2 separate regions of the Mus musculus genome follow, and region 1 is linked to region 2. A link is a contact called in public HiChIP or PLAC-seq data. All regions are on one chromosome and are shown on one strand. The core of a region is the stretch at or near the end of the contact, and the rest is flanking DNA. Distances in the headings are between cores, read along the strand shown.

What was found. HiChIP or PLAC-seq counts read pairs in DNA pulled down with a chosen protein or histone mark.
Region 1: a contact with region 2 is called in an H3K4me3 HiChIP or PLAC-seq map of embryonic stem cells, with 27 read pairs. The contact joins the enhancer-like site here to the promoter of Kin in region 2. A contact is called at or near these places in 3 of 39 promoter capture datasets (embryonic stem cells and liver), 1 of 15 datasets of contacts at CTCF or cohesin (the NIH/3T3 cell line), 3 of 484 Hi-C or Micro-C datasets (embryonic fibroblasts, neurons and trophectoderm), 19 of 115 datasets of contacts at active chromatin or transcription factors (VIP interneurons, craniofacial prominence, embryonic basal ganglia and 9 more) and 2 of 9 other capture datasets (adipose tissue and liver).

The regions. Positions count from the first base shown.
Region 1 is chr2:10,261,262-10,265,930 of GRCm38.p6, reverse strand. No RefSeq gene overlaps it. Among named protein-coding and RNA genes, the nearest start is that of Gm31496, 44 kb to the left of the region's middle. Within about 2 kb of position 3,105, at least 35 of the 459 cell types and tissues checked have an H3K27ac peak or open chromatin away from gene starts, as enhancers often do. A contact at or near this core is called in embryonic stem cells, oligodendrocyte precursor cells and trophoblast stem cells, where this site is marked.
Region 2 is chr2:10,078,103-10,082,991 of GRCm38.p6, reverse strand. It overlaps Kin (Kin17 DNA and RNA binding protein), which reads right to left and starts at 2,380. Exons shown (of 5, transcript NM_025280.2): 1 at 2,248-2,380. The coding sequence starts at 2,361. Atp5c1 (ATP synthase, H+ transporting, mitochondrial F1 complex, gamma polypeptide 1) reads left to right here and starts at 2,482. Exons shown (of 10, transcript NM_020615.4): 1 at 2,482-2,644. The coding sequence starts at 2,589.

The sequences.
Region 1 (4,669 bases), core at 1,856-4,355, 180 kb before region 2:
TTTGGTTAGAAAGTAAAAGACTCATGGGTGTTTTATTTTAACTCATGTAAAATCTACACAGCAGAAAGTTTAATACTTTAATGATTTTTCCATGCAAATATTGTTTTCTTATAGTTAAATTCAACCAATAATTGATCTAATTTTTGCATGACTGTTTAGAAGTAAGGTTTGTTCACAGTTTTTACGGTTGTGCCATCTCTTTTCTGTTCCTAAGCACTTCTTTTTCTTTTCTTTGTTTTTTCCCCTTATTTTTACTGTGGCACTGTGGTGGTTAGTCTAACTGCCATCTTAATCCAACTTAGAGTCACCTGGAGGAGACTTGTCTACATTGGGTTGGTCTGTGGACATGTCTATGGGGGACAGTCTTAATTAAGTTAATTGATGTGGAAAGATCCGGCCTACCATGGGTCTCGAGGCGGGGTCCTATAATGTATAATAGTGAAGACATTTAGCTTATTTAGCTTAGCACAAACAGGCCATCAACATGACTGTGGATGTACTGTGAAGAGCTGTTTGAGGTTCCTGCCTTGATTTCCCCACAATGATAGAATGTAACCTTGAATTGTATACTGAAATAAGCATTTTTTTCTCCTAAGTAGCTTTTGGTTAGGACATTTTGTCACAGCAACAAAAATATAACCAGAATAGTTACAAACCGCACATTTTTAAGTGAATTTTAGAAGTGGCAAGTGTATCAACATTGTCATGAAGTGAATTTCTAGAGCATCTTCATTATGCAAAACTAAAGCTGCATCCATTAAACAACAGCTCCCCGTCCCCTCCCACAATCCCTAGCAGGCACTGTTTCAGTCTCTGTCTCTATTCCTACCCAGAGAACCTTTCCTATGAATGAAGTCAGGGCAGTATTTTTCTTTCTTTGGCTGGCTCCTCTCGGTTAGCGCAATGTCCTCAGGGCTTACCCATGTTGTATTTAGCTCATCAGAACACCCTTCCTTTCTACGGCTGTGTGTAGACACCATGCTAGTTCTTCTATTCACCTGTCAATAGACTTTGTCTCCCACCTCTTAGTTATTAGGATGGTTTTGCTATGGATCCACATGTACAGATGTGTGGTAGTCATCATTCCACACGGAAACACACTCACACCAACATGAATGCAGAGCACTGAGATTAATCACCTAAGGCTGAATTCCACCGACAGAGATGGCTGCTGCAGGACACCCAGGTCACGCGGGGGAAAGTGAGTCACAAGGGTGACAGGCATGTCATAGGGAAGTTTTCTTTATGGTTAGTCTGGGAAAGTCTGGCAGCCATAATCACAGCCACAAATGACAAGGTCTGCCGCATCTTACACAGAGGTCTGTGTGCTTCCCATGCAGGTCCTATTGTGCTACTGAAAGCCTGGTGGGTGGGGCCAGGAAAGCTGCCTTCTGCCAAATGTTCCCCCACCAACCTCGAATTTTCTGTCCAGGGCGCTAAAGTTTCCGGCTGTATCAGAGGGGCTGTAAAATGCTCCCGGGTTTATCGGAGTTCATCAGACTGTCGAACAGCAGGCGCCGGGCTGCCAGCATCCCCTCATCTTGAATTTCAACCCGTTTTCTCTGCTTAACACCTCCCAGACCTCCCTTTCTGCCCCCACATAATAAACTCCATTCTTCACCAGCAGGCTGGGCAAGGACAGCAGCCTGGGATCTACACTGTGGGGATAGGGTTTGGCTCTACTTAACCTGCTGAGTTTTTTTCTTCCCTTTCCTCCCCTCCTCCCCAGCTCATTTAGCTGTAATCCTAGTAGACCCCAGGCAAAGAGGGGCAGCAACAGCATTTGCCTCTGGGAAAAATTACCTCACAGGGCCAGGTGCTGATAGCCCAGTGCTGCTTCACACTGGCTGTGTGGCCATCAGTGGCTTACTAGGGGTAGCTTGCACCTTGACCCAGAAAGACTAGACTTGCCTCCCCTGACCTCACAAGGAGGTCTTTGGAACAGAGGTGGCCTAAATGCTAAAGTGCTGTGGAGGAAGGTAGGTTTAAAAGAAACAAACCCCAAAACAGTCATAGGTTTTATGCTTGAAGGAGGCGTTCACTGAGAGGTAGGGAGGGTTTTTCTGAGGACCTGTGCTGGGTGTATTAGGCTTAAAACAGGACAGGGACCCAAGTCTGACAGCGAAGTCTGGTCGTCTGCAGAACATAGCAGCAAAGAACTATCTGCTATGGAGAGCTTCGTTAGGATGCCTAAGTTAAGACATCCTTGACCTGGAAGCCAGCTTGCTATTGTTTATATTTCAGGTCCCTTGACTTCATCTTTCCCACTGTGTGAGGAGCACGGATGTACAGGGATAACACTGTGTGCGGCTGTGTGAGGGGCCAGAGGTTGATATCACAGGGGTCTCACTAATTCAGCTAACCCGGCTGGCCAGCCCAGCCTCGTGCTTCCTGGTATTTACATTGGACCTGCGGACGTAAACCCTGGTCCACATTGTTGTGAGGCAGGTGTTTATCCACTGAGCTCACCTCACTGACTCTCTTCAGCCCCGTCTTTCTTTTTTTTTTTTTTTTTTTTTTTTTTTTTTTTTGGTTTTTCGAGTCAGGGTTTCTCTGTGTAGCCCTGGCTGTCCTGGAACTCACTCTGTAGACCAGGCTGGCCTCGAACTCAGAAATCCACCTGCCTCTGCCTCCTGAGTGCTGGGATTGAAGATGTGCGCCACGCATGCCTTCTTTCTACTTTTTTTGAGACAGGCTATGTAGTCCTGGCTGTCCTGAAACTTGCTATAGACACCAGTTTGGCCTCGAACTTGCAAAGATCCTCCTGTCTCTGCTTCCCAAGTGCTGGGATTAAAGGTATGTGCCACCATGTCTGGCCCAGGATACTCATTCAGCAGTCTTTCTCAACTCTTTCTCTCCAGCCATTGGGAACGTACCTCATTTGCATATGACCCATCCCCCTTCTCATCCCATTCTCTCCAGCCACTGGGAGCATAGTTCATTTGCAAAACTCCTGGAGACTTGCTTACCTCTTTGCAAAAACTAGGGCAAGGCTCATCCCAAGACCCAGCTGCCGAGTGGCTGACAGTAAGGAAGGAAGCTGCTCTCACTTCTTCTCAGCCTGACGCCCTCTCTGCCTGGTGCTGCCCAAGGTTCTCATTAATCATGTCAATAGCTGCATTGTCTACGCTTCTCACAGGAAGACAAGTGACACTTCCAAAGCCACTCAATATGCATATGAGTCTGTCTCGCTATTTCTGCCCAGCTACCTCTTGCTCTGCTCTCCACAGCCCCCTTCACAGCTCCTGGGTGTGTTTCTGGGTGCTTCTTTCTCACAATGATTTGCTCCCAAAATCTGCAGACTGAAAGATGTGTCTTGGTATGCCTGAGGAAAAGCAAGAACAATGAACTTCCAACACTTCTGCAGGAACTAGTATCTAGGTCTCCTGGGATCTAAGGATTTAAATTGAGAAAATGTCAGTCAGCCATGGGTCCAGCAGAAAAGCCTAGCTGCTAGGTTGAGGCTTTGCTCTCTCTCCCCATGCTCCATATTGCTGGTCCTTTCTAGACACTCTTTTCATCCAGTAGCAAACACTTGGAAGACAGTGGCCATCCTAATGACTCCTTGTGAAGTTTACCTATCAGACCTCACACTGTATGCTGCACCAATCCGCTGGCAAAACCAAAGGCCAACTACAGTGATCAGCTACAGGCTGCGAGCATATAAACACACACCTCCTGCCACCTCCCCCATTCCCCCAGCCCCGTTATATGTCTGAAGTGTACAGGCAGAAGCTTGGTGTCCCAGGGACCCAGGGAGGCCACAGGTGAAGCTCCCCATTCATTTTCATTTGCCCCCCAAAAGAGAAGCTCACAGCAGTCAGGCCAGCCATATCCAAGAAACTGGGCCTGAGACAAGGGAAGGTTTTCATTCTCTCTGAAATTTTGCTTCTTCCAAGCAATTTATTTCCCTTTTCCTTTATGGTGTTTTTTGAACAACCTGTAACATCCTAGGGTGTTGTTCACCTCCAAAGCAGTTCAGTAAGATCTAGATTGGTGATTGTCAACTTCAGGTGGAGGCCCTTTGGTAACTTCTACCCCCAATATCAAAAATCACAGTTATGAAGTAGCAATGATACTAACTTTATGGCTAGGGGTCAGTACAACGTAAGGAATTGTATTAGAGGGTCGCAGCATTAGGAAGGTTGAGAACCACTGTTCTAGATGAAATAGCATTTCTTCTTTGCCTAAGGGTACAAACAATTCCTGCTCCCTGCCTTAACCTCTTACTTAACCCCCTATTTCTTTGAAGCTCTGTAAATCTGACTGCTGTCTGTGACCCTAACAAAATAAATTTATCTCTGGGCTGCACAGAAAGACTGGCTGACACCCTCCCTTTGCTCTGTGCTCCTGACATTCCTTCTGAATGCGTATGAGGAAACACGTCCGTTTTGAGGAAGTGTTTGTGCTGGGGGTAAATTGCTTGAACAGAGTAGAAGGCTAATGTCATTGGACTATGTATAAGCTTTCCGGTTATGTTCACTTCAACAGCGTAGTTCTCACTGAGGGATGCCATAGTGTCCCAATTAGGCAGATGAAGAATTCAAAGGAGAAGGCATTGCTTACAAGTTCTAGAACATTCAGCTTCTAGAATATTCCTGGGCTTCGAGTATTTTTCTAAATACACATCACTTTGTGTGTGTGTTGATTGTGTGTATACATTTGCATA
Region 2 (4,889 bases), core at 1,131-3,630:
GACATGGGGGCATAAGCCTTAAACTGCAGCGTCAGGTCTGAAACTTGAGACTTCCTGTCTCTGTCTGTGAAGTGCAGTGATTTCAGGTGTGTGCCACCACATCTGTCACCCATTCCACCATCCTCAAATGTTCTTCTGAACATAAGTTCTCATGAGAAGAGGACACATGAGCAGGTCTGTTTATTGTGTTTTCTTGGTAGGGATGCTGATTCTGGCTGGCTGGCCTCAGGTACATTCCCTGCCTTCCCTACTCAAGGGAAGGAGGGCGTGGCTCTTACATGTTCCCTTTTCTGTCCCCATCTTGAAATACTGGGAAAACTGACAGGAAGGAAGGCCAGAGCCATGATATCCCCTCCACCCCTTCCAATCCATTAGGTTTCTAGAATTGAATAATATTTTGGTTTCATTTTGATCCATATTTTAATTTATGAAAAGCAATACTGGTCTTTGATACCAAATTTCTTTTAAAGTAAAACTTGATCATTTCTTTCAGGCAGTGCACAAATTAGGCAAAAATTGTAGATGGTCCATGGATAACTAAAAGGTTAAGAACTGAGCTGAGGCTGGTGAGATGGCTCAGCGGTTAAGAGCATCGACTGCTCTTGCTAAGGTCCTGAGTTCAAGTCCCAGCAACCACATGGTGGCTCACAACCATCTGTAATGAGATCTGACGCCCTCTTCTGGAGTGTCTGAAGACAGCTACAGTGTACTTACATATAATAAATAAACAAATATTTAAAAAAAAAAAAAGAACTGAGCTGAGTGGTGATGGAGCACACCATTAATCCCAGCATTTGGAAGGTCGAGGCCAGCCTGGTCTACAGAGAGAGTTCCATGACAGCCAGGGCTACACTGAGAAACCCTATCGCAAAAAACAAAAGAAACAATAAATAAGAAAGAAATGAGTGTAAGTAAGTCAGAGTTTTGAAGCTGGACAATGGCGTTGCACACCTTTAGTCCCAGCACTAAAAAGGCAGAGACAGATATCTATGAGTTCAAAACCAGCCTGGGCCTGGTTCACTGAGCAAGTTCCAGGACAGCCAGGGCCACACAGAGAAACCCTGTCTTAGAAAAACAATAACATGCACAGAGTTTTGCAATCCAGTCAGTGGCAGTGGGACTGGGTTCAGTCTGTGATGACTTACTAAGAAGGTGGCATAAGGTCAGTAAGATGGCTCAGTGGCTAAAGGCGCTTGGTGCCAGATGTGACAACATGACTTCAATCCCAGGACCCTCAAGCTGGAAGGAAATAACCATTTACATGTGGCCCTTTGATCTCCGTATGGATGTATCTGTTTGGTGCAGCATGCACACATGCATAAACACATACACCAAAATAAGATAACAGAAATATGACGCAGTGCATGAGGGCTCAGTGGTAGAGCATTTGCCAGGCATACATAAGACATTAAACAAAACTTGTAGCACTGCTTAATAAACAACCTCTCTGGTCCCCATCGCCACCACAAGACTACCAAGAAAGTATTAATATAAAGTAGGGTGGTGTATATCTCTGATATCAACCAGCACTTGGGAAGCAGAGGCAGGTCTATCTCGTTTTTTGGCCAGCCTGGTGAGGTCCAGACCAGCCAAAGTTACATACTGAGATACTGTCTCTAAAACAAAAATATGTATCAGATAATGTACAAGAATTTTTATTAGTTCTGTTATATTGGTGGCATTTTGGCATTAATTGAAAAGATAATACGATTACTTGTTATGTTGATTACACAATTAAGTCTTCAAGGGTGAAGGTATACTGATATTCATATATTTATATAATTTACTATATGATGTAAGCAAATATGGAAAAACACTTAGCGGTCACTCCTAGGTGCGATGGACTGCACGCCTGTACCTTTGGGAACCCACATACTGAAACTATAGGATAGCAGTAGCAAGTCGGGAATGAAGCATTTATGTCATGGAGAGTTCTTCTCTCCATGAAAAAACTCGGCGACAATCTTGCCGGTGGGTACAACTATTACCTCTACTTTACCAGTAGTGGCCAAGCCCATGTCACTATTAAGCGGAGCAACTTGAGTTCCTCGTCTTGACCGACCGACCCCACCAGGGAAGTCTAAATGTAAAACCTCAGTGCTCAGCCTAGCGATTGTAAGCGATCAGTGAGTGCTTGTCTGCGACCACTTCTCGTGGAGCTGGAGGGCTTCGCGCCGAGCTGGGGAAGACTGCGCCGGAGAGGGCTCCAAGCCGAGGGAGGGGTCGCGGCCAGCCTGAGTCACTTACCTCGTCGCGGCATTGCTTTTGGCACATCTGGCAGTACCAGCGAAGCTTCTGGAGCCCTTTGGACTTAATTCTATTGGCGATGGCCTTGGGGCTCAGAAAATCCGACTTGCCCATGGCGACCCTGAGCGCTACAACTACAAAGCGGTCGGAAGCGGAACTGGCTCAGCGCGGGGACAGGCGGGACCGAAATTGACAGCAGGAAATGGGTGGGGCCAGGGAACTCGCGGCTTCGGCGCTCACGAGATTTAGCGAGACCGAGGACGCAGGCGGAGCGGGCCGGGGCGCCTGAGCTCCCGCGCACGCGCACTGAGTCCCGTCTGCCCGACCTTCAAGGCTCCACCATGTTCTCGCGGGCGAGCGTTGTCGGGCTGTCGGCCTGCGCCGTGCAGCCGCAATGGTAGGACCACATCGGGAGGGATGCGGGGGCTCGGGCTTGCTGCGAGGCAGGAGGGATGGAGCTGCATGCTCACTCCTGGCGGAAGAAGGCCCCAGCTCAGGCCGCGGGGATGTCTGCAGAGCTGGAAGGTTGCGTGCCGGACCCCTGGTAGGGGTCAAAGAGAACAAGGTCACGGTCTGATCCCCTGAGACTGGAACGGCCATCCGGGACCTCGGGACCCGGACGGGATTCGGGTTGAGCTTTGGAGCCATCTGGGTTTCGATCAACTCCGTACTTCCGCTCCGTACCCGGGAGCACAGCTTGCAAAGTCTTTAGAAAGGCCCTGAAGGTGAAGGGGCGACCGGGGAACGTTTGGTTGTAACTTTTGGCTTTGAAGCCCTGTGAAACACTGCACGGGGGAGCAGCGTGACCCTTTAAGGTGTGATGGCTTGCTTGAGCTCTTTGGTAAGGCATTCACTGTGTAGCCATCCGACTCTTTGCTGGGTACTGGAGAAACGAAGGAACTCAAAATCAGCCCCCGCCTGAACCTGCTGGTCGCCTTGGTGCTAAAGGGGTTTAAAAAAATCTGCCGATGAGGAAGAGAAAGACATTGCCATTGTCATCATGCCCTCGTGTTGAAGTACAATCTCTGCAAGGTCATAAAACTGTCCCAAGGTCCCTCGGTAGGAGGAGGAGGCCTTAATACAGTTACATTTGTTAGCCTCCATTTGATAAAGGGATACCATAAGGTTGGGCGACTTTAAATACTAATCCTCTGTGCAAAATAAAATAGTTGTATATTAGAATGCCCAGGGAAGGTCAGGTAAAACGTGACTTATGGGTGACGTTGTATAATAACATGAACTACTTTGAAGCTAGACTGCTAGAAGAACTGGTGCTAAGGAGATTGTTAACTGTGGACAGTGTTTTAGTGGTTCCTTGTTTTTATGGTACAGAGGATTATTAAGGCGCTCCAGCACTGAACTAGGGTTTTGTAACCTAGGTTAGAGAACTGCCAAGAACTAGTTGAAATAGTTCTTTCATTAAGCAAAGAATTTGTAGCAATATGCTAAGACTCCAAAGTAGTGAGGCAATTAAATACGATAGATATGAACTATGTATTGGAAGAATGTTGGTGGTGCACACCTTTGATCTCAGCAACTCAGGATGCAGAGGCAGGTGGGTGTCTGAGTTCTGGGCCAGCCTAGTCTGCAAAAGGAGTTCCAGAGAATGTGTGTGTGTGTGTGTGTGTGTGTGTGTGTGTGTGTTCGTTCAGATGTTGTTAGATTAACCTTGGAAGTCAGCTTGAGTTACTTATATGGAGGTCAATAACAGTTGCATTCTCAGTTGTGTCTCCTTCAGCCAGTAGATATTTGTGGAGTGCCTGCCCTGCACCAGTTGGCACTTCTTAGGTGATAAGATGTGAAGGGTCTTTGTTGGCATCCAGTGGTCCTCAGCAAACATCAGCTGTCTCCCGTGTTTGTGTATACAATGTGTGAAAAGACTATTCTTTTGTCAAGTGTAGTGAGGCCACTGTCAGAATTTGATACGCTTCCAATGTTTTCTTGAGAGTTAGCTAGGTATTAGCTGGTTAGGTGTTCACTAGTTAGCTAGTTGGGTGTTTTCCTTAACTCTACACTATGTAGCATCACACACTCCCAGCATTCCTTCCAGACTGCTGATTCGTTCATAGGCATCAAGTCTAACTCCTTCCTCTACCGACTTGAAGTCTTCAAATAACACTGTATGATCAAAGAAGATGCTGATACTTTCTCACAGTCCACTTGCTTCTCCATCAGCATGGTGGGTAGGGCAGGTTTCTGTACCAGCCTCCAGAGGATGAGTCGGGACATGGTGCAGTAGCTTCTCAGAGTGGAGTTCATTAAAGTAAATTAGCCCTAAAGGCTCGAGAGGTTCACTCTTGCCATCCTGAGTCTGGCTCTAGCTCCCTGGACATGCAATTGAAGGAGAGAGCCAACCTCTAAAAGTTGGCCTTTGACTCAGTACTCCATATTTCTATTTCCCCCATAATATTTTTAACATTTGTGAGCAGTCAGGTACCTCATGGCCATTCAGTGATGGAGCTGTGGTGTAGACAGTTGTCTTGAGCTAGAGGAAGGAGAACCATAACTGCTCTTAAAGTATACACTGCACGGAGAGTTAGAGGGCGGGTGTGCAACTCAGAACCGTCTGCATAACGTTCCATGGGAGCCTGTGTCAGTCCAAGCGAAGCTTGTGCCTAAAACCAGGTTTTCTAGCTACATGT